Linked DNA regions of Mus musculus: all the other regions are linked to region 1. A link is a contact called in public Hi-C, HiChIP or PLAC-seq and promoter capture Hi-C data. All regions are on one chromosome and are shown on one strand. The core of a region is the stretch at or near the end of the contact, and the rest is flanking DNA. Distances in the headings are between cores, read along the strand shown.

Region 1 (7,091 bases), core at 2,501-5,000:
GAGAACCCAGAGCACAGTGATTGACAGGAGTGACTGGTCAGAGAACTCTTGGGGTCCTTCTCTCTCTGCCTTCCCACACTGGGTGAACATGACTTTGCTTAACTTTTTAAGTGGGTGGAGGGGATTCGAGAACTCGGGTTCTTAATGCTTGCATGGGGAAGCACTTTACCCATGAGCTGTCCCCAGGCCCCTTTAGTTCCTTTTAACGTCATCAGTAGCATGGGTTTTGTTGTTGTTGTTGTTGTTGTTGTTGTTGTTGTTGTTGTTGTTGTTTTGGGTTTGTTTGTTTGTTTGTTTTTAAAGGGCTCTGGATTGAATCTCTTACCAGGAGTGGAACCGTTCCTGCTTCCTTTGTTATCCGCTCATCAACCAATGGCAGCACTCCCTTTTCGCATGTCAACATCCTAAAAGTATTGCTGCTCCCTAGGGTGTAACTCCACTCTAGTACTAACCCTCAGCCTTCCAGAATACAGCATCCCCTATCTTACAGATTAGCAATGGGAGCACACACACACACACATGAAGTGACCTCACCCAATGGGTTCCCCATTACCCTAGCTGGTGTCTCTGGAGGCAGGTATGTTAAAATGAGGCCCGGGTGGTGTCTCTGTGGCCTGAAGGAATGCTGAAGCCCCGGAGTCCTAGGTTACTGCAGGACTCTGAATGCTTGCAATGTCTCCTTTCCAGGCCGGTAGCCAGGGTGCCAGCCACGGTCCGCTTGCATTACTTCCTCTTTGGATACCTTCTCGTTACTGTTAATTGCATCTGGGCCTCTCTCACATTTTGTGTTTTGCTTCCTAACCCAGGATACTCCTCTCCACCTCCCACTGGCCCAGCACAGGCATCTCTTTCCAGGCTCTCCAGAGAAGTGGCCGAGAAAATGGAGCAGGGCTCCTACTGAAAGGCATTCAGCTCTGTAATGAACGTCTAACACATCTGCACCTCGGCATATTTACATAGCAATCTCCACACAAAAGCAACGTTACAAAGGGAAGGCTTTTTTCTCCCCTCTCTTTCTTCTTTTTTTAAACGCCTTCTCACGGCTCCATTCCCTACAGTAGTAAGAACACTGTTGGAATTACTCTGACAGGAAGACAAAACAACTTCCAGGGATGCTGGGTTAGAAACAATAGCTTTGCCAGACCCATTAATGTTTAAAGCCAATGGAGCATAAAACTGCTTTTCTCTACTTACAGCCAGGCATCATCTTACAGAGCAGAGAAGGGGGGTGTGGAATTGCCATCTTAACTCTGCTGAAATCCATAAGCCCTCTCGTAATTTTCATTCTCCTTGAAATTCTCCAGTAAGTACCATCAGAATGAAAATGAGACTTTATCTCTGGGGAGAACAGCTTCCGGTTTTCAACAGTAAAAGAGTGTGAAGAGATGGGAGATGGAGATGGAGATGGAGGAGGGAGCTGCCTGATGGGAAGGTGCTCTCAGCCAAACCTGCCGAACTGCTGTAGTTATGACACACCTTGAAATTTGGGAGAGTGCTTTCAGGAAGTCCCTAACCCATTCCAGGGCAGAGTCGACAGATAGCACAAAGTCTAGGATTCTAAGGGCCATTCCGGCCCTAGTGGGATTGCCTTCAGGGTCTGCATTACTTAGTGGGCTCAGGGGATAACATTTATTATTAAGATATTAGCTCTTTCCCCAGGGAAATTGCTGGAAGAGAGCCCAGAGTCAGTAAAGCACTGGGCCTAATCCCACAGTACATTTGTGTAATGCCTGACAAAGCCTGCTCCCATCACCTCGTTTGATCCTGAAAACAATCTCCAAAGGAGGCAGGGCAGGGATTTTTTTTTTTTTTTTCCATTTTACAAGTGAAAACACCTGTAAACTGATTGGCCAGGAGTCCCACACCCAGTTTGTAGTAGGGATGAGACTTGAATCTAGGTCTTTGTACAACCTGTTTAGAGCTCTTTTGGTTCCCATAAGACAGATCAGAATATTTCCAGCCCCACCCATCCTTCATACCCACCAGTTCCCAGCATCTGGAAACTCAGGACACAGCCTCTGTGTAACGACCACACTCCTCTGTTTCAACCAGGAAATATTGCCCTGGTTGGCAAGCCGAGGGGGAAGGGAGGGGAGAAAATTAATTTCATCTCATCTCCCTGAATCAAAGACCAATCGAAAAAAAACAAAAAGAAAAAAAATTACGGATGGATTTGAGAAAGAAACAAAACCCTCCAAATAACAGCAACAAGGTAGGGAGACTAGATCTACCATTGTTAGAATGGCGTGGTGGCACACGCCTTTGATACCAACACTTGGGAGGTAGAGGCAGGTGGATTTCTGAGTTCGAGGCCAGCCTGGTCCACAGAGTAAGTTTCAAGACAGCCCGGGCTATCAGGGCTATACCGAGAAACCCTGTCTCGAAAAAAGAAAAAAAAAAAAAAAAAAAAAAGAAGTCTCAAAGGAAGCTAGCCAGGATGCTCCCAGCACTTGGGAGGCAGAGGCAGGCAGATCTTTGAGTTTGAGGCCAGCCTGGTCTACAGGGTGAGTTCCAGGACAGCAGGGCTACTCAGAGAAACCCAGTCTAAAAAAAAAAAAAAAAACCAACCAGGCAGTGGTGACGCATGCTTTTAATCCCAGCACTTGGGAGGCAGAAGCAGGTGGATTTCTGAGTTCGAGGCCAGCCTGGTCTACGGAGTGAGTTTCGGGACAGTCAGGGATACACAAAGAAACCCTGTCTCGAAAAACCAAAATAAATAGATAAATAACCATAACCAAAACCAAACCAAACCAAAAAAAAAATATATATATATATATAACAGGCAAACTGAAAAATGTCAATTTCACCTGTAACATGACTCATATACACAATAAGGTTTTCAATGACTAAATTCTAGTCGTTTCAATGAATGACGTATATCACATATTAATAAGAGTGTATTCACCCAGTTCTAGGTTTTCCATACATATTACAAAAAATAAAAGGGCCAAACTAAAAAAAACTCTTATCCTTTGACCTAAAACTCCACTCTTAGGAATGTACTCTGAAAAATGAATCATAAATTTGGAAAAGTTTTATGGGAAAGAGCATTAGTCACACACTTACTACAACGGCGAACTCAGAGAAACAGCAACCGTTGAAGGAATTTAAACAATTACAAGTACTTAATGGAAACTTACGTAATCGGTACAGTGTTTTCAAAGCGCGTGCAGTCACCGGAAAAAGCGTTTATAATTTAATGCGACTGCAATGCTTTTGTGTGTGGCTGTATAATGTACAAAGAGGAGGATGAAGGGGGGGGGGGGAAGCCTGTTAATCTCGTTTGAATCCTATGGTTACGAGAACATTTTCGTTTGAACTACAAAAAAAGTCAATTCGATGTAGCTCTGAGAAACCGGAGCAAGTCTGAGAAGCTCTGACCACAGGGTCGGCTTCCCAACCGTCGGGGTCGCCCCTCCCCGGGCCAGCGCAGGCGTTACCCACACGTGGGGCTGGAGCGGGCGCGGCAGAGGAGGGGCTGGGTGTGCTGGGGGTGTGTCCGCGAGTGGGAGCAGCCAATTGGCAGTCGCCGAGGGTGCCTCCTAGGACCGAGAGGTCCTAGGACCTGGGCTCGGCGAAGTCGGTGCCCCGTCCCCGGAATCGCTCGCAACCATATAAACTATCTCTGGGCAGACAGTGTGGGCAGTGGTCTCGCACGGTTTGCGCCGTCCCGCGCCCCTAAGTCTTCTAGCGAACGTCTCCCCCCACGGTCGCGCGCGGTGGTAGGAGCCGCGCGACGTCACCCATTGTTTACAAATCAACCCAAGCCGGCAGCGTTCCGGCTCCCGCGGCTCTAAGGCGCGCGGTACCTCTGCCCGGTGGTCCCGGCTTCCGCATCCCCAGGCTCGGCCCCCTCCTGGCCCGGCTTGGGCCTCCGCCGCGCTCCCGCCCCAGCCGCGGCTCGCCGAGCCCGCGGCCAACCGAGCTGCCAGCGACGCCCGCACAGCCGCGGGGGCCCGGGCGGGGGGCCATGCCTTGCCGGAGAGAGGAGGAGGAGGAAGCCGGCGACGAGGCAGAGGGGGAGGAGGACGACGACAGCTTCCTCCTGCTGCAGCAGTCGGTGACTCTGGGCGGCTCGACCGACGTGGATCGGCTCATCGTCCAGATCGGCGAGACGCTGCAGCTGGACACGGCGCACGATCGCCCGGCCTCGCCGTGTGCCGCCCCGGGTCCCCCACCCGCGCCTCCGCGGGTCCTGGCGGCGCTGTCGGCGGACAAGACCGGGACCCCAGCGAGGCGGCTGCTGCGGCCGACGGGGTCAGCAGAGACCGGGGACCCTGCGCCTCCGGGGGCCGTGCGCTGCGTGCTGGGGGAGCGCGGGCGTGTGCGGGGCCGATCGGCGCCCTACTGCGTTGCGGAGATCGCCCCGGGTGCCAGCGCGCTTCCCGGGCCGGGGCGGCGAGGGTGGCTCCCCGGCTCCGTGGCTTCTCACCGAATCCAGCAGCGGCGGTGGACAGCAGGCGGAGCGCGCGCGGCCGACGACGACCCGCACCGGCTCCTGCAGCAGCTCGTGCTCTCCGGAAACCTCATCAAGGAGGCGGTGCGCAGACTCCAGCGAGCGGTCGCCGCGGTTGCGGCCACGAGCCCCGCGAGCGCTCCGGGGTCCGGGGGTGGCCGAAGCGGACCGGACTCAGTCACTCTGCAGCCCTCGGGCGCCTGGCTCTGACAGGGGATCCCTGGAGGAGGAAGAGGACGCCGCTACGCTGATCCAACAGTGTCTTGCCCGGGACTGTGCGGAGCAGGAGCTGTCGTCCATCCCTCGGGCTACAGCCTCAAAGTTACCGGCCGCGAGAGGCTGTTAGAGAAAACGGACTCTACTGAGTAGCACCAGCAGCCGAGGACCTGGGATCTACCGGTTGAACTGTGGCAGCTACTTAATCCACTTGGACCTGACTTAGCCCTTATCGTGTGCTTGGATTGTTTATAGATGTGGCTCGCAGGGGCGGGAATCGGGAGGGCTTCTAACAATACTTGAAAAACCAATAGTAGATATGATCTCGTTATTTTCGGGTACAGAAGCTTTCTGAATATGGTGCTACAATTGCAGAGCAGAGCGGTTCTAGGGTGAAGAACATAAGTTGGCAGATTTATGTTGGTGGGTTGACAACGCTTGCTTTCCCCTGCTTAATTTGTGATTATGAAGGTTGGGGACCTGGTTGGTGAATTCTTGAAGGTGGGGAGAGATGAGTTTAAATGGGGACATGCAATTGATTCGACCTTGCCAACTTGAACTCAAGGTCAGGTTGGTAGAGTGGAGTGTTGTGGGATTCTTGGGAGCGCTCACCCCAGTGTCTTTTTCTGGAGCCAAGCACAGACCGGAGTGTCCCTTTGCCACCGCGTGGAGTCTCCCGAGGACACGGCCGACATGGCCATCCTTGTAGGAAGAGTTATTTGCGGTTTCTGTGCTTTGCTTTTCCAGAACTACTTCTGCTAGGCCACTCTTTGGCCATAGCTCCAGCTTTCTCAGAAATGGTCATAAGCAACCTCCTGATCTCCCTGCGGCCATTGTGTTTGTGGTGTGTGTGTGTGTGTGTGTGTGTGTGTGTGTGTAGGGGGGAAAGCAGTGGGCACACTTTTCTGCTCTTTTGACCCTCTGCAGAGTTGGAGGGCGCCTCTCCTGCTAAACCTGTCAGTTCTTGGTGAGTGACTGAAACTTTTTTAAAATGTGACTCCCAGAGGAGAAAATGCTGGCTTTTCCTCTTGTGAACCCCGAGGGGCACCTCAGGTGCCATCCCAAACTTTAAGGTAGCTAAACTTTTTTTTTTTTATGATTCAATGGCTCGGTCATCCTCCAGATGTGGCTGTTGATGTACACTTCGCAACGGAGTGTCTGAAATTGTGGTGGTCCTGATTTATAGGATTCATAATTAAAATGTCTGCTGAATAAATTTGGTTTTTGTTTTGAAAAAATGGTCTTTGTTTTTGTTTGGAGTTAAGAGGGGGAAGAAGACCTATGTGAGGTATCTGTACTTGGGGTAACTGGGGGGCTGGGGCTAGCGCTATGCTTTAGTTAACTCCTGGAGGCGGTATGTTTGAGTATCTCTGGCTGTATTTTCTTTCTTTCTTTTTTTTTTTTTTTTTGAGACAGGGTTTCTCTGTGTAGCCCTGGCTGTCCTGGAACTCACTTTGTAGACCAGGCTGGCCTCAAACTCAGAAATTCACCTGTCTCTGCCTCCCGAGTGCTGGGATTAAAGGCATGCGCCACTATGCCCGACTTGTATTTTCTTTTACACACATTCTGAGATAGGTTCTCAGTGGCCTAGAGCTCACTATGTGTAGGTCAATCAGGCTAGCCTCATACTCAGAGATTTTTCCCTATCTCTGCTTCCTGAGTTGCTGGGGTTACAGGATGAACGGTGTTCACTTCACCCAGCTATCTGCATTTGATACATTTACACATTGATTTGTTCAGTGTATGGAGGGTTCACATATGCATTAGGAAAGCCTATGAAAATCAGATGGCGATTGTGGCAGCTTCTCCCCTTCTACTTAGGCCCTAGACATCAAATTTGGGTAGTCTGGCTTGGCGGGGAATGCTTTGAGAACTTGAGGACAAGGAGGCGCTGTGCAGGGAGGGGAACATTCTAAGAATGGGAGCCTTCAGCCGTGGTCTATTGGGCGAAAGAACCCAACGTTGGTTTGTTTTGAGACAAGATCTGTGTCGTCCAAGCTGTCCTGAAGCTTGCCATGTAGACCAGGCTGGCCTTATTCCCTGCCTCTGCCTCCTGGGTGCTGGGTGCTGGGATTAAAGGCCTGTGCCACTACATCTGGCAAAACCCAAGATTGAGCCATTTCTTTGGCAGTCATTGAATGATTTGGGATAGTCACAAGGATTAGATCGAAGTTCTTTTGTTTTTTGGTTTTTCGAGACAGAGTTTCTCTGTGTATCCCTGGCTGTCCTGGAACTCACTTTGTAGACCAGGCTGGCCTCAAACTCAGAAATCCGCCTGCCTCTGCCTCCCAGGTGCTGGGATTAAAGGCGTGCGCCACCACTGCCTGACTTACTCTTCCCTTTGGGGGACAGGATCCCTGTATGCATCCCAGATTTGCCTCTGTGGGTAGTTCTGTTTTTATACCCCTTCCCCAGTGCT
Region 2 (7,091 bases), core at 2,075-4,574, 230 kb after region 1:
GCAAGCATTTATTGGTTGCTTGTGCTGTCACCTGCCAGTGTGACCTCCCATGTCCCCATAATGATCCCACAACATGGGCAATGTCTCCTTGTTTTACACATAAGGAACTAAGGCTAGGGAAAGGAAGGGAGACATTTGCTTGAAGCTGCCTGGCTGGTGAGGGGGTGGCTCCTACCCCACTGCCCATGCTTCATACCATCCTCATATCACCTGTCTCATCTCACACCACGGGGACGAGCACCAGAAGTATGTCTCCCAAAGAGATAGAATCGCATAGAATTGCTTCGCAAGCCCTACAGCTTGCAGTGCCGTGGTGGTGAGTCTTTAAAAGCATACGGTTGGGAAGATGGCTCAGTCAGTAAAGTGTTAGCCTTGCAAGCCTGAGGACCACAGTTTGACACCCCAGAACTCACATAAAAAGCTGGGCAGGGTAGGATGTACTTGTAATCCTATAGCCGAGAGGCAGACACAAGCAGATCCCTGGGGCTCACTGACCAGCTGACCAGCCTTGCCTGCTTGGTGAATTCCAGGCCGGTGAGAGACCCTGCCTCAAAGGAAAAGCATGGGGACCTGAAAAACAACACACAAGGGTGTCCTCTGGCCTCCAGATGCACATGCACACACAGATGTGTATACAAACAATCATAGGCACACCACACACGAACAAAAAGGGAATTAATGTCTCAAAGTACAGAGTTTGAAGTGATGCAAACACTTTGGAAATGAGTAATGGAGATGGTCACCTGGGGATGGGAATACAGTTAGCATTTCTGACTTGCACACCGAATGTGTTAAAAAGTGACCAAGAGTGTATTTTTATGTATTATATATAAAACAATGAAGGAATAGATAAGCCTGGGGCTGAGGAGGGTTGTCCTCACCCTAGAGATTGGGTGAGTGCAGAAAAGGCATCTTCCTGGCGTTTCCTGGTAGCGTTGGCTGTGGCATGCACATGGACTGTGAATGGGCGGCTTTGGCTCTTTACCTCTGAGCCCGCTCCACTTCCAGGGCATGAGTGGGTGGGCATACTTAGATCAGAGAACCTTGGTATCCCAAGTTTTTCTCAGTGTCCCCTCAACCATCTTAGATGTCCCTGGTTCTGAGAATCACCTTTCCCATATTTTAATCTGTAAAGTGAGAGTGATCTTAAAACAGACATTGCCTTCATATATGTATATATTTTAGGGAGCTTCGTCTATGTTAGGTTTCCTTATGACCTCTCAAATGTTCCTTAATTGTAGCTGCCTCTCCTGGATTCTCTCCTAGTCCCATTTTAATTCCCTATCCCAACTTTATCCTCCTGTTCCAGTCCCTGTCCCCCATCCATAACTACATATTCTATTTACATCTCCTAGGGACATCTATCTGTCCCCTCCTAGTCCCCACACTACCCCTAACCTCTGCGGTTCTATGAATTGTAGTCTGTTTCTCATTGATGGAACAGCTAATAGCCACACATAAGAGAACACATACCAGGTTTGTCTTTCTGGGTCTGGGTTACCTCACTCAGAATGATTTTTTTTTTCTAGTTCCACCCATTTCCCCGTGAATTTCCTGATTTTATTTCATTCTTTTTAAATGGCTGAGTAGTACGTCACTGTGTAAATGTACTACATACAAATCCCTAATTCTTTCATCTGTTGAGGGACATCTAGGTTGCTTCCATTTCTGGCTGAATAGAGCAGCCACGGACATAGTTGAGCGAGTGTCCTTGTGGTAGGATGCGGGGTCCTTCGAGCATATGCCCAGGAGTGGGTTAGCTGGATCTTGAGGTAGATCGATTCCCAGCTTCTTGAGGAACTGCCATATTGATTTCACGGCGGCTGTACAAGTTTGCGTTCCCACCAGCCGTGCTCCCCTTGCCCCACATCCTCGCCAAGATGAGCTGTCAGTTGTTTTATTGATCTCAGCCACTCTGACAGGTGTAAGATGGAATCTCAGGGTCGTTTTGATTTGCATTTCCCTGCTGACTCAGGATGTTTAACATTTCTTTAAGTGTTTCTCAGCCATTTGCAATTCCTCTATTGAGCATTCTGTTTAGAGCTGCACTCCATTTTTTAATTGGGTTGGTTTGTTTTAGTTCTTATATTCTGCATATTAGCCCTCTATCAGATGTGTAGCTGGGGAAATTCTTTTCCCGTTCTGTGGGTTGCCGCTTTGTCGGGATGATGGTATCGTTTGCCTTAGAGAAGCTTTTCAGGTCCCACTTGTTAATTGTTGATCTTGGTGCCTGAACTAATGGCGTTCTGTTCAGGAAGTCTTTTCCTGTGCCAATGAGTTCAACGCTGTCCCCCACTTTCCTTTCCAGGGTCAGACAGCACATGTCCTAAACGAGCAAACCTAAAGCTGTCATAACTAACTTTGATCCTATAGCTGTCTTTGGGAGAAAAAGTGCTATCAAGCCCGAGGCCAGATCTATTTCATAAGAAATCAGTTAAGGTCATTTGTCCATTAGCCTACCATCCGCTAATGTTAGTCAGCTCTCTATTACCATAGCAACATACCTGAGACAATCAACTTCATTTTTGCCTCACAGCCTCAGAGAATTCAGACCATAGTTGGGGAGCTATATTGCTTTGGGCCTGTGGTAAGGTTGCACATCATGTTGGGAACATGTGGATGATGAAGTTTTTGACCCCATGATAGTTGGGAAGAAAGGAAGAGGCGAGGCCAGGGTACAAACTACAGCATCTCCCATGTATCCATCAGAAGACATATGCCAGCTCAGGTGTCTAACCTGCAGTCCAACGCCAAAAGGCTACGTGTCTGTCATGGCTCGTGCCACAGCTTGCCAACACTGTCCTTTCATTGCTACAATCCTGCATTTTGCTGCCTTTATTCTGCTACAGACTAGAAAGCTTAATTTCTCAATGTTCATTGAGAAGTGGGCGTGAAAATTCAGTAGAAATGATTCATTACATCTTGCCACGCCCATATGATAAAACAGTGAGTAGTTAATGACTGTATGGCACCGTAATCTGTATTCAATGACATGCAGAATAATTAATGTGATACAAATATGAACATAAAAATTGATGGGGCCATGTATATGCCTGTGCTCCCAGGACTGAGAAGATGGCAAGTTATAGGCTACTTAACGGGAGCTTGTCAATGGACGAAAGGAAGGAAGGAGGGAAGGAGGGAGGAAGGAGGTAAGAAGAAATAGGAAGGAGGGAGGGTAGGAAGGAGGGAAGGAAGGAAGGAAGGAAGGAAGGAAGGAAGGAAGGAAGGAAGGAAGGAAGGAAGGGAGGAAGGGAGGAGAGAAGCAGGCAGGCTGGAAGGGAATATACTCAACTGAAGTTGATTCTATTTTAGGATGGATGATAGTTTTCTTCCGGCATTCCTTTGTGCTGAAGGCTTGTGCCCTTCCCGTGTGCTTGGCAGGCCTGACTCAGTTAATGCTGACTGACACAGCGAGTGGTTTGGGTGGCTAGTGTCTGGTCCAGCTCTGGAATTAATGGCTCCTGTTTCAGGGCACCGCTTTTGCAGCCTCTGGGTGCAGGGGATGAAGACAGTTCCACACACATAGAAACGCATGAATGGGTTGGGCAGGTAGAGGGTTTTACAGCTTGAGAATTATTCTGACCGCAGACAGGAGAGGCTGTTTCAGGCTAGGCTCCATTAATAGAGCAGGCATAAGCAGACCACACAGCTAATGTTTCAGTGCGCCCGAGTTATACTAATGACCAACAACACGGGGCTATTTATAATCTTGCCGGACGCCAGAGTGTGTTCCCAACCCACAGTCCTTTGGACTGGAAGAGAGCCTGGCTGCTGCCCTCCCCAGCTATGTCTCCCTGGGTCCTACCCATTCTCCACTTCCGGATAAACTCTCAGTTGTCTTTACTTTTTAAAAAGGTTAACGAATTAGTAAATATTCCGAGACTGGATCATACTACATAGCTAGACTGACCTGACATCTCTGGTCTTCCTACCTTAGCCTTCTGATTTTATTTCTTTTTAAAACTTTTGATTAAAATGTATAAGTAAGTTATGCCAGGCATGGTGCAGTGTGCCTTTAATCCTAGAACTCAGGAGGCAGAAGCAGGTAGATTTCTGTGTTCGAGGCCAGCCTGGTCTACAGAGTGGGTTCCAGGACAGCCAGAGCTATACAGAGAAACCCTATCTCAAATAAAACAACAAACAAAAACAGAGAGAGAGAGAGAGAGAGAGAGAGAGAGAGAGGAGAAAAGAGGAAAAAGGAAGGGAGGGAGTGGAGAGGGAGGGAGAGACAGAGAGAGAGAGAGAGAGGAGAAAAGAGGAAAAAGGAAGGGAGGGAGGGGAGAGGGAGGGAGAGACAGACAGAGAGAGAGAGAGAGAGAGAGAGAGAGAGAGAGAGAGAGAGAGAGGAAGAGAAAAACATATAAGTTGTGGTTCACATTGGCTTCTGTTGGACAAGATGGTTCCCAGGAGAAAGAGAGCGGTAGAAACTACCAGAGGGGGGACAGGTGGTTCTCAACTGGGAAGACCCAGCCTTGGGCAAGTGGAAGCTTAAAATGGTGAGTGAGGGGCTGACCTCTGCTCAGGACAGAAACAAATAACTGCATGTGGGATAAGCCAGGACGCTTGAGTGGCTTGTAGGAGACTTCGGCCCTGTGGTTTTGGGGAATGAACTGGGAAGGGACATTGAGATCCCAGGTGCGGCTCTGTTGATGTTTGTGGCATGTCTTTGAAGCTCTGAGTCACGTCAAGGGCCCCAAGTTCCAGATGACCTCAGGTGCTTCGAGCACTTTTTCTATCAAGACCCTGTTCGTGGTTGACTTCTACCCACTAGAGTTCACTAAAGTTCTATGTTCAGCTTTTTAATGTCATGGTTATGATCTACTGTACTTTTTAGTAATTTGAAAAATAATACGGCAAATGTAAGTATTTCAAATAGACCATTAGATCTGTAATATATACACTGTAATATATACCTCCTGTAGTCTTAAGAAGTCTGTTTTTACACATTGAAGTTTGCCTCCGACCGTCCTCTGTGTCAGGGCTGGTACTGATGTGGGAAGGGGATGGTGTCTTGCTCGGCCCATTAACCAGGATGGATGCTGTCAGCACACGAGGAGAGAAAATTAAATACACATCAAGGTTGCACCTGCCCTCCTTCTTCGAGCTGCACTGATTCCCTCGGCACCCATTCTGGGTTATCAGCGCCTGCCTCTCTTCCCCTCTTGATCGCAGGCTCTTTATTGAATCGTAAAGTGAGCCCCGGAGATGTTAAGGGAGAATGCCCAAGGTCACCCGGGCAGGGAGCAGCTGTGGTAGGCTGGGGTCCAAGTCTTGCTCGGCCTGTTTTATAAGATCACATGGCGTCAGCTGTGCTATTTTGGGAGATTCCTGTCCAGAACCATAGCCACATCGACCGGGCTGTACCTGTCTTGGGGTTCACTTCCTCTGCAGTCCAGAACAGGTGGGGGGCAGCTGGGTATCCGGTGACCCGATGAACACACCTCTCCCTTCTTGCTAACCTCACACAACCTTGGGGTTTTAAAATCGGTTGATACTGATGGTGCTGCAGGCGCAGATCTGTTTATTGACAGGAAGAACTCTCTAGCCCTTCTTGCCATTACACTCACATCCTGTCTTTATGCCTCTCCTGAGAATGGAGAATGATTCCGAGCTTGCCATAGCATTGGTACAGGGCTGGGCAGCTGGCAGTACTCAGATAGGTGTAGATGCGAGGGCGAGGGCTTGACTATGGATGCTGGCCCATGGAAGCTGACACAGCCTGCTGGGGCAGCCCAGCCATGTGACATCCATTCTTGTCATCTGGGTTCCCTTGATAAGCATCTGTTCTAGAGGGAGGCTCACACTTCTCAAAGCCATGGGTAAAAGAGTGTTCACAGCTGTCTCAACGGCTGGACTGTCCAACAACAGGGAAGCTGCTCATTAAACCACAGGGTGTCTATTCTTCTCAGAGATGCTGCAAAGCACTTTGGCAAAATGAGGCAGATTCCTATATGCCAACCTGGAAGGTTTCCAAGCCCTGCTGTCTGCCGACAAGAAAGCAAGCTGCTTGTATGTCATGCACGGTAGATAGAAACCATATGTGTCTGTGTGGGGCAGGGCTAGAAGGCCACACACAGGAGTTTGGCAACTGTGCCTCCTGTACCCTTCCGTGGAGGAGACTTGCATTACTGTGAACATGGCATAGTTTAAGCAGTTGCTTGATGATGGACAGCTGCAGTTTCCAGGTCCGAGTTCCTTGTCTGCAGCTACAGACTGGAAAAATGACTGTGAGAAGAGTTTATTTCAACCCTGCTTCTGCAGACTGGAAGTCCAGGCACACGTGTGACAACATGGCAGAGGCAGGACTGAGAAGTCACATGACATGGATACATGGCCATGAGGCACCAGACATCCACTCCTGCCAGTTGGCCCACTTCTGGGGGAGTAAGCACAGTGCCCTCCTGACCGCAACCTGTTTTAAAGGCCACCTTTCAGCACTTGCCTGGTGAAGAGTCTCAACATGCATTCTAGGAGCATTCAGACCGGAGCACCAGGCTTTCTTTGACAAACCACACCATCTCACATGTCTGTATATGCATCTGTAGAGAGAAACTTCCAGAAACTATTTCTGGATCTAAGACATCTGTAATTAGAGTTATACCAGTTTGCATTCCCAGCAGTAACACTGGAATATGTCCTTTAAAACAAAACAAAACAAAACAAAACAAAACAAAACAAAACAAAACAAAACCCTGAGGTAGTGCCGATTTTAATCTCTGCGCTCAGGAGGCAGGAGCAGGCAGATTCTACATAGCCAAGTTTCAGGCCAGCCAAGGCTACATAGTGAAAACCTTTCTCCAAAGAACAAAGCCAAACCAACCAAAATAAATAAGTAAATAAACAAACAAGTGTGTGTGTGTGTGTGCGCGCGCGCTCGGTTGCTCACATGTTTCCAAGACACTTAGCATTCAAAGCAACCTGTGGCGTTTGAACGAGGCTTGCAAGTAAGAATGTGTGTGCACGTGGTCTTTGCTTAGCTGAAAATGAGAGTGAAAACAAAAGTGGATGGGCTGCCAGGTCAGGCAGTTCAGGGCTTAGACCCAGAGGCTGCTCTTTGCCGCTGTGTGGCCCCAGGGAAATTACATATT
Region 3 (7,091 bases), core at 2,215-4,714, 190 kb after region 1:
CTCTGCTTCCCAAGTGCTGGAGTCAAAGGTGTGTACCTCCACGTCTGGCCTGTGTTCTCTTATTTGATAGCTTACCCTGTCTTCATTTTTAAAGCTTTTCCTCTGATTTCCTCTTACTTTATAACACAACCCGGGGGCCATCTTCATTCCTTCCTGAAACACGGTAAGAAAGGCAACCAGACTTCTGCCAGAGGGTCCCATACTCAGTCCCAACCTCCCTTCCCTTGGCCTGACTTTCTGAGGTCTGTGTGCTCCAGTGCCACGTTCCCGTCCTCCCGTGTGACTGGGAGGTCACGTCTCTGGAGCCCAGCGCAGGAGCTGTGGCACCCAACTATGGAGTTTGATACCAGAAACCCTGGGAAGTGCACCCCAGAGTCCAGTGCTGCTGACCATGGTACCCACTTCCCAGTTCAGCCTTTCCCTCTCGGCCACCTTATCAGCCACTCTCAACATCTGGTACTGTGTTCTCACCACATGGTTGGGAACCACGCTTGCCACTTTCTGACTGTCCACAGAATTATAAGATGGAATGGTTTTGTGTCCTGGGTATCCTTCATTTGAGTGGGACTCCAACCTCAAAGCTTCCTTGCCTTGGCGGAGCCAGTTAGCTTATGAGAGAAGGCTGCTTGCGGGGGAGATCTCTTTGGGGGTGTTTCTTTTGTGGAAGTTGATGTTCACAGCTGCCCAGCAAACAACCCAAGGTCAAGTCAGTATCACAGGATGGTTTACGGTATAACAAGCCAGGCCACTTAGTCTTTTGTTTGGTGAGGTTTTTGCAGAATGAATGGTTGGGTGGGGTGGGTGCTTGAAAGCTGCACAGGAGAGCTGGTGGCCCCAGGTGGGCAGGCAGGGAGGTTTCTGCTGATGGCAGTGTCTGGGCCCCTTGGGCCCTCAGAAAACAGGAGGGGACAAGAAGAAAGACTCAAAGCAGCCACTCTATGGTGGTGATGTCCAGACTGCCCCAGGAACTTGGCGGTTGTAAGCCCCATGACTATAGATTATAGGCTGGGGCTCCCTCTCTCTGTAAGAACAAGTTCCTTGGCAAACAGTGAGTGTGTAGCGGGCACCTCCAGACACCCAAAGGTGGACTTGTGCTAAACAGAGCTGGGCTGTGTCTCCCCTGCCCCCAACCCCAGCTGCATTGCAGAAAAGGCCTGCAGAGTAAGTGAAGGAGGTGGTTACACCCACCTCTGCAGATCCCCCCCCCCCTTCCTGCATGCAGCCTGTGCCTCAGGAGAGAAGTCAGGAGCTGTTTTTCTTTCTCCCTCACTAAAGCAGAGGTGCTGGAACCCCGCTGCTTTGAAGTGACGTCTGGGCACAGTAGCTTCAGTCTGCTTCAGCACTAGGTGGGGACATCAAAGCATTCGTACTTCTCTGCCGGATGAAGCCCTCTAACTTTAATATGCTCTAGTTTGCTATAGACCTTGCTCAAGGCGAAAATCTACCTGTCTAGTAACAAAAAGGTACTGGCGCAGGTACCAGGGGTGGCCTGCGTAGCCATTCCTCTGGGTTCATGGTAGTTGATCCCCTCTACCTAACAGTGTGAGATAATGTCATGCAGGACAGTAGCCACCTGTGGCAGTCTGAGTGAGTGGCACACACTCATAGACACGGGGGAATTTCCTGTGGACCTTGACTGGAGACCAGCTCAAACTAGTAGGATTCCCAAACCCCAGGCTCCATGTTCTCACAGAGCCCCAAAGACAATGACCTAATAGCAGTGTTGGCTGAGGGCTCCCATTCCTCTGCTCCGACCACAACCGCCACTTGTGCTTTCTGAAGAAGAGGCTAATCAACCCCCTACACACTCCAGGGATCAAATACGTGCCCAAGGAGCTCAGTGCGTGCAGGGCTGGCTCGCTGTACTCCAGGCCCAGGTCTACAGTCTGATGACCAGAAAGCCACGGATAAAGTGCGCTGGAACGCTGTACTGTGCTGAAGCCCCCTGCGGCTTGAAGAGCCACAAAATAAAGAGCTTTGCAGTGGGGCAGCAGATCCATGTCAGAGCCCAGAGCTCAGTGAAACCTTGGCTGATGCCCAATGCCTTGCCCCAACAGGGCCCCACTAATCCCCTCAGAGGCAGTGTGCCTGCTGAGACCAGTTAGAGGTTGGAGCTAATGGGGATTTGCAGTAAGAACATGGGGTCCCGACCTTCGCTCCCCTGCTTGTCAGAGTGTGGAGTATGGCTGTAACAGGCACTTGGGGACAGTGCCTAAGTCAGGGATGGGCAGAAGGGCTCCCATACCCAGTGGGGGATGACTGGGGGTGGAAAGCTGCCTCCTCAGAGTCCTAGGACCTTAGGGGTGGGATACAGGATAACCTGGGGAGTCTCTGCCTATAGAACTCATACCATATTTCTTAGAACAGATCCCCTTCTCTGGGGCTTCCCAGGATAGACTCTTACCTTCCTCAGTGGCTGCCCAGATCCCTTGCTAGGCGCACAGTGTTCCATCTAGATATGGGAAGGGAAGAACAGAGTCAAGATGACATCATCCACAAGACCAGTTTCTTGTTCTGTGCTGCTTTGACTTTTAGGAGGCATCTGATCTGCATGACAGATCAGAACAGAGACTGCGGGCTCCAGGAGTGCAGAGACTCCTACCTGCCCCGTGTCTGCATCCCTGGAGCTGCGTCCTTGTGCTGATCCCTCGCTCCGGCCAGGACGTGGGAGGGTCACTGAGTATCCTCATTGGTTCCGTTCAGTTATGGTTACATTGCCTTTGCAGTGAGTGCGCCAACTTCAGGATACTCTGGGAGCAAGAGCGATGTCTGCCATTGGTGGATTAGGGAGAGATGGGTGGTAATTAAATATTCATACGCAAACCCAATATGCTTGTATTTGCTATTTTGAATTGGTGCTGAACAGGAGGCTTGCGTGTGTGTGTGTGTGTGTGTGTGTCCCCGCACGCCTGCCTGCCCCCGCTCGTGCATATACTGGAATGTGTAGGTGAAGGAACAGTTGGAAACTAGGGGAAAGGTGTGTAGACAGAGATAAGAAAGCAGAAGGGTTTTAGGTTCATGATGCCCAATGCCCCATAATGTATGTGACCCAGCCAGCTCTTGCTGAATGCCTCACCAGGGACATACACTGTGGGTGTTTTCCGTTATACCTTGACTCTCCAGCATTTGCTGGCCCCTCTGACCCCCTTATCAGAAACCTCTTCCTTTGGTCAGGCTCTGTTATCCTCCCAGCCAGTGATGAGGGACTCGTTTTGAGGGACCTGTGAAACACCATGGAGAAAGGTTGGGTGCCCTGAGTTTGTGAAGCACAGAAGGATGAGGGCTGGGAAAGGCCCAGGCTGTGCTGAGAGGATCTCCAACAGGCCACGTGCAAGCAGAGATGAGCAACTTTAGCTGGGGGGGGGGGGGGTTGACGTGAGTGGTGACAAAAGACCACAGAAGTGTCACGGGGCAAGTCAAATGTAGCAAAAAGTGAGACCGTAGCAGCTGTATAGCAAATACAGGGAAGGCTTCTGGCACACCCTAGTGGCCACTCTGGGAACAACTGTGATGCCGTGTGGGGAAAGGAGGGACAAAAGCCCCGCTTCCATAATACAGACAAATGGAAATGAGGTTTAAAGGTTAAGCTGTGCACTCCTGGGATCTCACCAGGTCTTGCATGACAGACAACGTCCATCCCACAAAGCCCTCTTGGGTTCTCTGGGCCCATGGCTGGTGCGCGGCAGAGACAGTTGAACCCAGAAATCTTCCCATTGCTTCCTTTGATGTCAGCAATCTTCATCTATTTTTTTTTTTTTTTTGAGACTGACCAACACTTGCCATTCCTGATGGCCTTCATACCATCTCTTCTGGGTTTGTAAACTGTTCCAGTTGGTCATTTAAACAGGAAAGAAGGTTCCTGCTGTGGACTGACTGGCCAGGGCCAGTCTGGGCTTCCTAAGGGGGGTTACCTCCCCATCTCTCCCAAAGCCCTCAGGATTCCACTCTATCTGCTCTGCACTCTGGGAGCTTCAGTCGGAGGCCATCAACCTCTCTGGCCAGTCTTAGCAGGCTCTGCCTTGACCCAGTTGTTCCAGGCTGTGCCAGGCCTCCCAGTTATCCCTTGTCCTCCTTCCTGGTATGAGAGCCTGCAGAATTGATTTCCTGAGACACACTTTGACCCAGTGCTGTGATAAGAAGCATTTAAAACCCATTTATTGTAAGGATCCAGTGTTACTGCTGAGGCCATGCTGCCGGCTGATTTTTTTTTTTTTTTTTTTTTAATAAAGACTCCCGGGAGAATTCCTGTCTCATCTGAGTGCCCAAACAGCTGGACTCCTGACACTCGGATCCATTTAGACTACACATAGATCATGTGTGCTGCTGACCCCCCTTCCTTGGCTCTCAGGAAGCACTGAGCCCCTACTCTGCCCTGGCTGGTATGCCTGTGAATCACGGGGCACATTCAGAGAGCCTGCCTTTGAGGTTTCTTCTCTGCTGAGCCCTCCCACCTGCTCTCCTGCTGATCTGTAAATCCCGCCAAGCTACTGTAAAGTCTGCATGGAACAGGCCTGGGTGGAATTGATTGGCTAATCAATACACATAACAAGCCTTTCTTGCCTGGCTGAGGAGAGGATTAAGTGGATAGTGGGGAGCGGCCTGGGACTCTCTCTCAGGCTCTGCCTTGGGGTGAGCTGCCTGCTGTGTTGTGCTGAGGGGCTGCCTGGAGTTGCTGCCTCCCTGTGTACCCCACATTCTCTAGGGCACATCTCCCTGTGCACCCCACATTCTCTAGGGTACCACCTTCCTGCGCACTCTACATTCTCTAGGGCATCACCTCCCTGTGTACCCCACATTCTCTAGGGCATCACCTCCCTGTGCACCCCACATTCTCTAGGGCACACCTCCCTGTGCACCCCACATTCTCTAGGGCAAACCTCCCTGTGTACCCCACATTCTCTAGGGCACACCTCCCTGCCTGCCTTTATCTTTTCTGAACCTCCCTGCTTCCCTGTGGTCAAAGGCGGCTAGTGGCTTGACTGTATCTTCTTACCACCTCCCAATGCCTGTTAACATTGGTCCCTCACTTCAAGGATCTCAAGGGCCTTGGTCAAAGAGCCAAGCCCTTCACAGAACATGTGTCTGAATCTATTCACTCTACTGTAATGAAACATCTCAGGCTGGATGACTCATTAACAACAGGAACTTATTTCTCATGGTTCTCGGTGTCAAGATTCAGAATTTGGTGTGTGAGGAAGGCCTGCACTCAGACTCCCGGGAATCAGACATCATTGTGTCCTCTAACAGCGTTGGGGCTGGCAACTGTGCAAGGCATCTTTGCTTTTACAATTTTTCCATTGCATTAATTTACTTACTCTGTGTGTGTGTCTGTGTGTGAGTGTCTCTGTGTGTATGTATTTCTGTGTGTCTGTATGTGTCTCTGTGTGTGTGTGTGTGTTTGTGGGGGATCTGTTGTGTGTATCTTTGTGTGTGTTTGTGTGTGTATCTGTGTGTGTGTGTCTGTGTGTGTGTATGTCTGTGTGTGTATGTGTCTGTGTGTGTATGTGTGTATCTCTATGTGTGTGTGTGTGTCTGTGTGGTGTCTCTGTGTGTGTATGTCTCTGTGTGTGTATCTGTGGGGGTGGTCTGTGTGTGTGGGTATGTTTGTGTGGGTATGTTTGTGTGTGTGTGTTTGTATGTGTGTCTATGTGTGTGTGTGTGTGTTTCTGTCTAAGTCTGGGTCTGTGTGTGTATGTCTGTCTGTGTGTATCTGTGTGTGTCTGTATGTATATCTGTGTGTGCCAGTGTGTCTGAGTGTGTTGGAGGAGAGGTACCTGTGCCATGGCACACAACATGGAGGTTGGAAGACAACTTGCAGAAGTCAGCTCTCTCCATCCACCATGGGAATCCCTTTCGTCAGGTCCTTGGCCTTCACACCAGCTCTCTGGGGCTTTCATCCATTACATTCCAATCTTGTTCCTGAGAGCTTGTCCCTGGTGTACCCCTCCTGTAGGCCCCATCTCCCAGCACCGTCATTTCTGTGACTAGGCCCCAGCACAGGGAGGCATGAGGTTACCTTCAGGCCACAGCGTGTCTCTGAGCCCTCACATGTGAGGGGTCCCACTGGTGGGATGCTTAGAGAGCATTTGGTTGAGCCTATGCATTTCACACATAGAACAGGGGAGACAGTGTAGCCGAGGGTCTAACACTATGTAGGTTCAGAAACACCTACGGTCGGCCATGTCCTGTCTCTCCTTCCTGAAGGCTCTCACTACCTCATCCTTCAATTGCCCACTGATAACTGTATCATCAGTTGCCTCAAAAACAAACAACCAAGACAAAAAGAAGAGTTGATCTGATTTCTAAAGAAATTGGGGGTCTAACCTGGGTTTCTCCTACAATTGCTAGGTTCAGCAGGGAGCTAGCTGGGACTGAACAGTCTGCAGGGCATAGAGCCTTGGCTTGTGGCGTGGTTCCCAAGGGGCCCAGGCTTTCTTTTGCTCTGTGATCCCCCAGAGTAGACTTGGAATCAGAGCCAGCCTAGTTCAGGACCGGGCGAGACACTTGGTTCTGTCTCCTCCATCCTCCAGCAGTCACAGCTTGCTTACAGCAAAACAGAGGGGAAGCCAGGGCCACGGAGGGCCGTGGAGAGCTCTCTGCTATGCTTCATTGGGGTTGGCCAACCATGGGGGCCCTGCCAGTGCTGATCACAGCTACTGGGAGCTTCTCTCTAACCATCCTCTGCCCAGAGGGGAGGTGACTGGGGACAGCGTCCCAGTGTCTGCCAGGACAGAAAACTCCTAACTACCATTTACTCATTCAGCCAGAGCTGACAAAGCAACTAGAACCCACCCAGACTCTGGAGTGGGGTCACTCATGAGGCCAGCCACCTCTCTTCTTATTACCATGACCCTCCTGACTGGTACCCTCTCTTTCTCTGTTTGTCTCCCCAGGGACCTGAGTGAGAATTTTCTCCAGGCTGTGCCCAGGAAGGCTTTTCGGGGAGCCACAGACCTCAAAAATCTGTGAGTAGAGGCTTGGGATGGTCACCCTGGCACACCCCTAACTGTACCATGTGTTCTGAGCCACCTTAGAGAGAATAGGCAGGACCATGTCTTGATGGTGACTCTGTGTGACAGCCCCGTATGTGC
Region 4 (7,091 bases), core at 2,146-4,645, 170 kb before region 1:
AGCCAGATGGTAGCACAAGCCTTTTTAAAAAGATTTACTTATTATATATAAGTACACTGTAGCTGTCTTCAGACACATCAGATCTCATTACAGATGGTTGTGAACTGCCATGTAGTTGCTGGGATTTGAACTCATGACCTCTGGAAGAGCAGTCAGTGCTCTTAACTGCTGAGCCATCTCTCCAGCCTAGGTACAGTCCTTAATCCCAGCACTTGGGAGGCAGAGGTAGGTAGACCTCTGAGTTCAAGGCCAGCCTTGTCTACAGAGCAAGTTCCAGGACAGCCAGGGCTACAAAGAGAAACCCTGTCTCAGAGAAACAAAAATCAAAACAAACAAAAAAGGTTAAGTTCAACCCCCCCAACCCTGTGTAAGAGCTGGGAAAGGTAGAGCTTGTCTGTGATGCCTGTGTTTCTATAGTGAGATGCGCACTCGAGTGTGCGCGTACACACACACACACACACACACACACACACACACACACACACACCCATGCACACACGTTAAAATCAAATTGGACAGTTGGCTGTAGTTGTACTGGTCAGGAGACTGAGGCAGAAGGACTGCCAAGAATCTGAGGCCAGCCTGTGCTACAGCAAATGCAAGGCTGGCTAGGACTCCATTGTAAGATGCTGTGCTAACTAACTAACACATGAAGAAATAAATGAAAGAATAATTTTATAAAAAGAATGAAGTTGATTGATGGTGGTCCCACAAAGCCCTGGTTTGATCCTTAGTATCAGATCCACTGGGTACAGGTCTATAACCCCAAGATTCATGAGGTGGAGGCAGGAGGGTCAGAAGTTGAAGGTTGCTCTTGCTACAGAGTGAGTCTGAGGTCAGCATGGGCTACATGAAACTTTGTCTCAAAAAGGATATGAATACTCAATCGTATGGCAATGCATTGTTATAAATCTTATTAAGCTTATTTATTTGATATGATGTCAAAACTACAAAGTTTGGCTTAACTTTTTGGCTTTCTAGGAATGTATTCTGAGAACATATCCCCAAGATAAATGGTTTTATTCAGCAGTTTCATGCAGGGACAGCTGGGACAGCTGAACTATGCAGAAAAAGAAGTAAAATGTCCCTCTGTGCCACCCATCAGTGGCAGCCACTTTGTAACAATGAGGAAAGGCTCTAGACCAACAAGTGCTCTGTGCCCCAGCTTTTGCTTCTAAAAGAGTATGCATAATTATATAAATATTAAAAAGGCTGCAAGAATTTATACTGAAATGTGAACAGTGGCTATAGATGAATGGCAGCAGTTACCAGTGATTTTTTGTTGTTGTTGTTAAATTCTCAAAAGTTTTTTGGGGGCTGGAGAGATGGCTCAGTGGTTAAGGGCACTGACTGCTCTTCCAGAGGTCCTGAGTTCAATTCTCAGCAACCACATGGTGGCTCACAACCATCTGTAATGGGATCCCATGCCCTCCTCTGGTGTGGCTGAAGACAGCTACAGAGTATTCATATAAAATAAACAAATAATTCTTTTAAAAAAGTTTTCTACAATGAGAATTAGTTGTGTTTGTAATCAGATTACCATGGAAGTTGTTAATAAGCTCAGAGGACACTTGGTATTTTGGGGGTAGCCAGCTGAGGGTGAGCAGGGAGCATGGGAAGGAAGAGAGAGCAGCAGTTAGAGTTTCAGCACTGGCAGGCAGCACCGTGAGTTTCGTCCTGGGCCAGGGTGGGTTCTGCAGGTTCCACAGCAGCACATGCAGTGGTGACTACTTAGAAGCTGGAGCAGAGGAAACACCCCGGCTTTGGATGTAGCCCACAAAAGACTGTAAACACAACAATTATGCTCAAGGCGCATCTCCATGGGAGGAGGTAAAAGAAAGAGCGACAAGGTCCTGGGCTCCTGTGACTCGAGTGAGCAGGCAGGAGCAAAAGCTCTTGTGACTGGGCAGGACGTGTGTGTGTGTGTGTGTGTGTGTGTGTGTGTGTGTGTGTGTGTGTGTGTGTGTGTGAGTGGAGGGGCAGGAGCCTCCAAGAGACACTGCATAGCTCCTGTACCGGAGTTCTTGGAGTGCCTGCTAAGAGCACAGATGCAAGCTGACAAAGCTCAGGTGGTCCTGGTGGAGGAAACACTTGCTGACTTAAGTCTGATCCCTGAAACCAAGGGTGTGTGTGTGTGTGTGTGTGTGTGTGTGTGTGTGTGTGTGTAGGCATGATGTGTGTGAGGGAGCATGGGTCACAAAGCAATATGGAGGTTAGAGGACAGCCTGGGGGCTCAGCTCAGTGACAGAGTATTACCAAGCTAATGCCTAGGTGCCTGGCCTTGGGTTCAATCCCCAGCATGGGAAACCATAAACCCCAATTCGTACTTATATGTGGGGTACATATCTGTAAACCTAGAATTGGGCGGTAGCAGCAGGATGAGCTAGTTGTTCAGGGTCATTCTCTGCTGTACATGGAATTCAAAGTCAGCCTGGACTATATGAAACCCTGCCTCAACCCCCCCACCCCCCAAAAAAATCCTATTTGTAAACATAGCAGAACAGGAAGGGAAATGCCATAACGCAGCATAGGTTAACACAGGTTAGCTTAACATATGGTCTTCAATGTGGATGCCAAGCTGACTTGGGGAGAGGAGAAAGCAAGAGGGCACAGTGTCTGGGGTGGGGGAGGATAATGATGGTGGCTGCTGTGGCTTGGCCTGGATAATGAGTGGTGTCTGGCACCAAAGGGAGGGTGGTGAGAGGAAGGCAGGACAGAGAACACTACAGGTGGTGAAAGCGCACGCGCGCTCGCGTGTGTGTGTGTGTGTGTGTGTGTGTGTGTGTGTGTGTGTGTGTGTGTGGTCACTCCCAGCACCTGACTCAGACTGCCTAAGTCAGAATGACTATGTAGAACAGGAGTTCTCAGAAACACAGGAAGGGCATGGCAGACTCCGTGGCCTTGCTCTGAGTAACCTAGTGTCTTGAGGGTGTCAAGTACAATGCAGATTCTCAGAAATAGCTGAATTGTGAACCAACTGACAGAGCAGGATGGGAGTGCACGGCTGTGTGAGTGTGTACACGGGGTCTCGCTTTCGTAGCCCAGGCTCCCTACAAGTCATATATTTCTGCTTCAGGCTCTTGAGCACCGGGATTACAAGTCTGCCATCACACCTGCCCTCCCTTTGCTTCTTGATCTCAGACCCCAGGAGATCCTTCCTATGGCTCAGGGACTAGAGCAACTGAGCCCCTGAGATGTGATACGGAGCTGGAGACCAACAAAAGGGAACAGACACTTCCCAAGACAAGCCAAGAGCTGGCCCTATTTATGCCCGCAGAACTCCCTCAGCTATTTCCATACTCAGTTACCAAGCAAGCTCCACCCCAGGCCTGGCTCCAAGGATGGGGCCAAAAGTGTCCTGCCCTGAAGTACTGATTATGGACAAGCCTGGGCTTGTGCTGGCTGAAAGGAGATGAAGTTCCACACAGAAGAAAGCAAGAATCAGAGTCACTTGGTCCCAGCAGTCTGGGCTGCAAGAGCTCACTTGGCTAGAACACATTCCTCAGTCTCTCCTGGCTCTTCCCATTGTCCCCAGCAGTCACAGCTGAATGCAGAAGTCTGCAGTGACCCACCTGGCTAAGGGGATGAGAGGTCAGAAAGAACCACTGGCCCTGAGAGGATCAGCCCAGCCTAAGAGGGTGCAGCCAGGAGAAAAGTCCAGGTAATCCCTCAGGATAGATAGTATTTATAGCCAGAGGTAGCCTGAGATGACCCTCAGAGCTCGGGTAACCTTCGATGGGAAAGGAGAGGGAGTCTGCTGGTCCAGCTCTCTTCAGCTGGGGCTCTAAGCGGGCCTATGGGCCCTGCCTCCCATTCCCTGGGGCCAACCTCCAGGGCTTAGGGAAGGGGAAGGGTGGAGCTGGTTGCTAAGTGACAAGGCAGACATCCTAAACTGTATGTCCTCCTGGGGTAGAGAGGGTCTCAAGCGGTCCTGGACAGGGCAAGGATCAAGGCAGGAAGACTCCGGTCCTCCAGAACTCTGGCTCCAGGATGGCACCACGCCCAGAGCACTGCACTCTTCTCCCACTATCTTTTTCAGTGGCCTGAAGCTATAAGAGCCTTGAAGTTTATCTTCCTGGTCCCATGGGCAGGTTCAGCATCTGGTACAAATGAAGTGAGCAGACAGAATGGCAGATTCACTGGGAAGAAAGCCCTGCAAACTGGGGAGAGGACTGTTTGTGAGTAAGACAGGGAGGGGGAACAGAGGAGGGCCTGAGAGGTCCAAGGCCAGTCACAGAGCGCTCAGTGAGGAGACTGCAGAAGGACGAGGCACTGGATGCCAGAAACCAAGCCCAGAGAAGGCCGGAACCTCTGCGGTGAGGGGAGCTCCAAGTGTAGCCAAGAGAAACAGTCTTACCCACAAGTCTCGGGGGCAGCTATGGAAAAGGACAAGGGGGCTCACAAGAGCACAGACAGCCCGTGTTTTCACTACTCTGACACAATGTACACATTCACAGGCAGGACACCCTGAGTACACCAGGAAAGATGTCATTATCTGCCCTCTGGCCTGAACCCCAGGCCCAGGCCCCTGGAAAGTTAAGCAAAAGCAGATAGTACCCAAAGTGGGCACTAACCAACCACCCTGGTTACCAACCAGGGAACGGGCTACTTCCTGAGGGAGAATTGGCCTATGTGAGGTTCAGTGACAAACAGAGCCCCCATCTCAGGAGGGTATTCTAACATGCCATATGCCCAACTGTTCCCGTAGCTGAGGCTAGTCTGAGGGAAGAGAACATAAATGCCATTAAACAGCAGGTGTTGATAAAGTCCCCACACTTAAGTGACTACACGCTCCTCCTCACCTCGTGCTGTCATTTGTTTCCAAGTGCAACCAGGGTCCTGACCTGAACACAAATTCTCTGGCCACAGATAACTAAGGAGACAGTTCACCTTTCTGTTTTCTGACTACTCCCCAAGGCCTTCAGAGATGGGCAGAGGGGGCTCTCTCTGACCAGCAAGCACCTGTGTGGATGTGGTACCATCCTATGCCTCGGTGTTCCCACATGTAGAAAGACCATTTCATGGGGCTATGCTAAGGGCTAAGTGTGACCACTCTGCCTGGTGCCTAAATAAAAGACTAATGCATTACCACAGTGCACTTAGACAGAGGTCAGCAGCTCCTTTCTGAAGTTGAGGTGATTTTTAAAAACCTGAAAAGCCTTGCTCTGTACTTCCAAGTACAGGAGAACACAGGGGTTAAAGGAGGTTAAGTTTATCAGGGACAAAGCGCAGGCTTGATGGATGCTGTGTTCCCTTGCAGGCCTCATGGCACAGGGTCAGCAGTTTTCCTACGGCAGAAGAAGGAGATGGCAGCTAATAAATAAATCAGGAGCTCCTTGGGGGCTGCTAGAAAGGTCTCCTGCATCTGGCCAGCTCCCTTTGCTACCTTGGGACTGTAGGGAAGGAGGGAGGAAAGAGAGGGCGGGGCTAGCTCTTTCCACACAGGTAGACCAGATGTCTCAGCTGCCATCACAGGGGAAAACCCAGCGAGGACTAGGCACGCCATTTCATCAGCACATAACATTGAAGGTAGGGCAGAATCTTGAAGCTGAGAGGGATACCTTAATATAGTGTAGCCTTGGCCCTTCGTTTTACTGATGAGGACACTGGGGCTGAGAGGTAAGACGACTTGCCCTGGAACCTATGTCTGTTTCCCAAGTGTGTGTGTGTGTGTGTGTGTGTGTGTGTGTGTGTGTCATAAATTCCTTCTGTTAAACTATTCTGCCGGGCAGGGGTGGTGCACACCTTTAATCCCAGCACTTGGGAGGCGAAGCAGTCGGATTTCTGAGTTCAAGGCCAGCCTGGTCTATAGAGTGAGTTACAGGACAGCCAGGGCTACACAGAGAAACCCTGTCTCGAAAACAAACAAACAAACAAACAAACAAAATCTATTCCACCAATAGAGCAGGCTAAGTTTTAACTGGAAAATAAAGATATCTGGAGCTAAACTCAGTGATTAGGGTGGGAAAGGCAGAAAAAACAAAACAAAATAAACAAACAAACAAACAAAATACCAGAATAGGAGCAAGGTGACAGGAGTTAGAGGTCCAGCCCTGCTCTAAATCCTAGATCCCAGCCCACTCCAAAGACTGAGTGCCCACCAGGTCATTCACAGGCTTGAAGAGGCACAGGTTGGGGAACCAGCTAGACCCCAACTAAGCACAGCTGGCTTAGGGCTCAGTAGTGCTGGCTTAGGGCTCAGTAGTGGAGACCAGTCTCCAATCTCATATAACTACCCCACTTGGGGCAACTGTTACACCATGCAGAAGTCTACTTCCATTGTTGGATAAGTGTTGAAAAGCAAATACTAATTCTAGTTACTCCTCACTGGGGGAAGGGAGCACAGATGCTCAGACCTGAAAATGTAAGCCCTCTGTACGTTGAACAGCATAAAACAAAAATGCATTTAATATACCTGACTTACCCAACAGCACAGCTTAGCCTGGCCTACTGTCTTGGCCCGTTTTCCGTTGCTATAACAGAAGAGCAGAGAGTAGCTACCTCAGGAAGGAAGAAGAGGCCTATTTCAGCCCACAATTCTAAAAGTCCCATACATGGTGCTGGAAACTGTCTCCAATCATCAAGCTGAGTCAATAGAACAAAGTCAGCTTCTTCAGGAAGTTGCTGTTCTGAAAACCTTGAAACCTGATGCTCTTTGCTTCAAAGTACAGGAGGATACAGGGGTTAAATGAATGAGGTCATGTGCTCAACAGAAAAGCCAAAGAACAAGCAGCATGTGTTCAGGAAAGGGAAGGGGCGCACGTAGAAGAAAGCATCAAGCCACTCACTGGACAGATCCCTAAAGGCCCCACCTCCTCTCAGCAAGGCTTGTGAGTGCTGTCAGGGTCTCAGGAGTGGGCTGACAGAGTCACCTCCCAGAGCTAGGCTGGTAGAACAAAGGGGAAGCTGGGAGGGGTCAGAGCACGTCAGACCTCCAGCAAAGGCAGTAGTTTTAAAAGTACACACAACAGTGGGGCTCCCTGCGTTTCACTACCCTCCACACTGACAATCCCTACTTCCTGCTACTGCTTCTCTCATTTTTAACACTCGGGATGTTGAGTCTGATACATGCAGACACAGCACTCCTCCAG

What was found. Promoter capture Hi-C pulls out the DNA fragments that hold promoters and counts their contacts. A called contact is a pair of places that touch in the nucleus more often than the background predicts. HiChIP or PLAC-seq counts read pairs in DNA pulled down with a chosen protein or histone mark.
Region 2: a FOXA1 HiChIP or PLAC-seq map of pancreatic cancer cells shows a contact between it and region 1. The contact joins the enhancer-like site here to the promoter of Frat2 in region 1. A contact is called at or near these places in 3 of 39 promoter capture datasets (the 3T3-L1 cell line, cranial neural crest and hippocampal neurons), 1 of 484 Hi-C or Micro-C datasets (nephron progenitors), 5 of 115 datasets of contacts at active chromatin or transcription factors (bone marrow-derived macrophages, embryonic forebrain, forebrain and 2 more) and 1 of 9 other capture datasets (liver).
Region 3: a contact with region 1 is called in a Hi-C map of bone marrow-derived macrophages, with 36 read pairs. The contact joins the enhancer-like site here to the promoter of Frat2 in region 1. A contact is called at or near these places in 1 of 39 promoter capture datasets (cranial neural crest), 21 of 484 Hi-C or Micro-C datasets (the 3T3-L1 cell line, the G1E-ER4 cell line, the HPC-7 cell line and 13 more) and 6 of 115 datasets of contacts at active chromatin or transcription factors (bone marrow-derived dendritic cells, bone marrow-derived macrophages, embryonic forebrain and 2 more).
Region 4: a promoter capture Hi-C map of embryonic stem cells shows a contact between it and region 1, with 2.7 times the contacts expected there. The contact joins the enhancer-like site here to the promoter of Frat2 in region 1. A contact is called at or near these places in 7 of 39 promoter capture datasets (the C10 cell line, the SN4741 cell line, cranial neural crest and 4 more), 10 of 484 Hi-C or Micro-C datasets (CD4 T cells, CD8 T cells, Th1 cells and 7 more), 3 of 115 datasets of contacts at active chromatin or transcription factors (the HPC-7 cell line, memory CD8 T cells and pancreatic cancer cells) and 2 of 9 other capture datasets (adipose tissue and liver).

Annotation. Positions count from the first base shown.
Region 1 is chr19:41,844,791-41,851,881 of GRCm38.p6, reverse strand. It overlaps Frat2 (frequently rearranged in advanced T cell lymphomas 2), which reads left to right and starts at 3,750. Exons shown (of 1, transcript NM_177603.3): 1 at 3,750-5,910. The coding sequence starts at 3,971. The coding sequence ends at 4,666.
Region 2 is chr19:41,617,199-41,624,289 of GRCm38.p6, reverse strand. The region is part of intron 25 of Slit1 (slit guidance ligand 1); the gene reads left to right. Among named protein-coding and RNA genes, the nearest start is that of Gm52407, 17 kb to the right of the region's middle. Within about 2 kb of position 3,324, at least 13 of the 459 cell types and tissues checked have an H3K27ac peak or open chromatin away from gene starts, as enhancers often do. A contact at or near this core is called in pancreatic cancer cells, where this site is marked.
Region 3 is chr19:41,652,569-41,659,659 of GRCm38.p6, reverse strand. It overlaps Slit1 (slit guidance ligand 1), which reads left to right. Exons shown (of 37, transcript NM_015748.3): 5 at 6,894-6,965. Among named protein-coding and RNA genes, the nearest start is that of Gm34116, 35 kb to the left of the region's middle. Within about 2 kb of position 3,464, at least 21 of the 459 cell types and tissues checked have an H3K27ac peak or open chromatin away from gene starts, as enhancers often do. A contact at or near this core is called in the N1E-115 cell line and bone marrow-derived macrophages, where this site is marked.
Region 4 is chr19:42,018,910-42,026,000 of GRCm38.p6, reverse strand. All of the region lies in intron 1 of Ubtd1 (ubiquitin domain containing 1), which reads right to left. Among named protein-coding and RNA genes, the nearest start is that of Ankrd2, 14 kb to the left of the region's middle. Within about 2 kb of position 3,395, at least 80 of the 459 cell types and tissues checked have an H3K27ac peak or open chromatin away from gene starts, as enhancers often do. A contact at or near this core is called in CD8 T cells, Th17 cells, embryonic stem cells and 3 more, where this site is marked.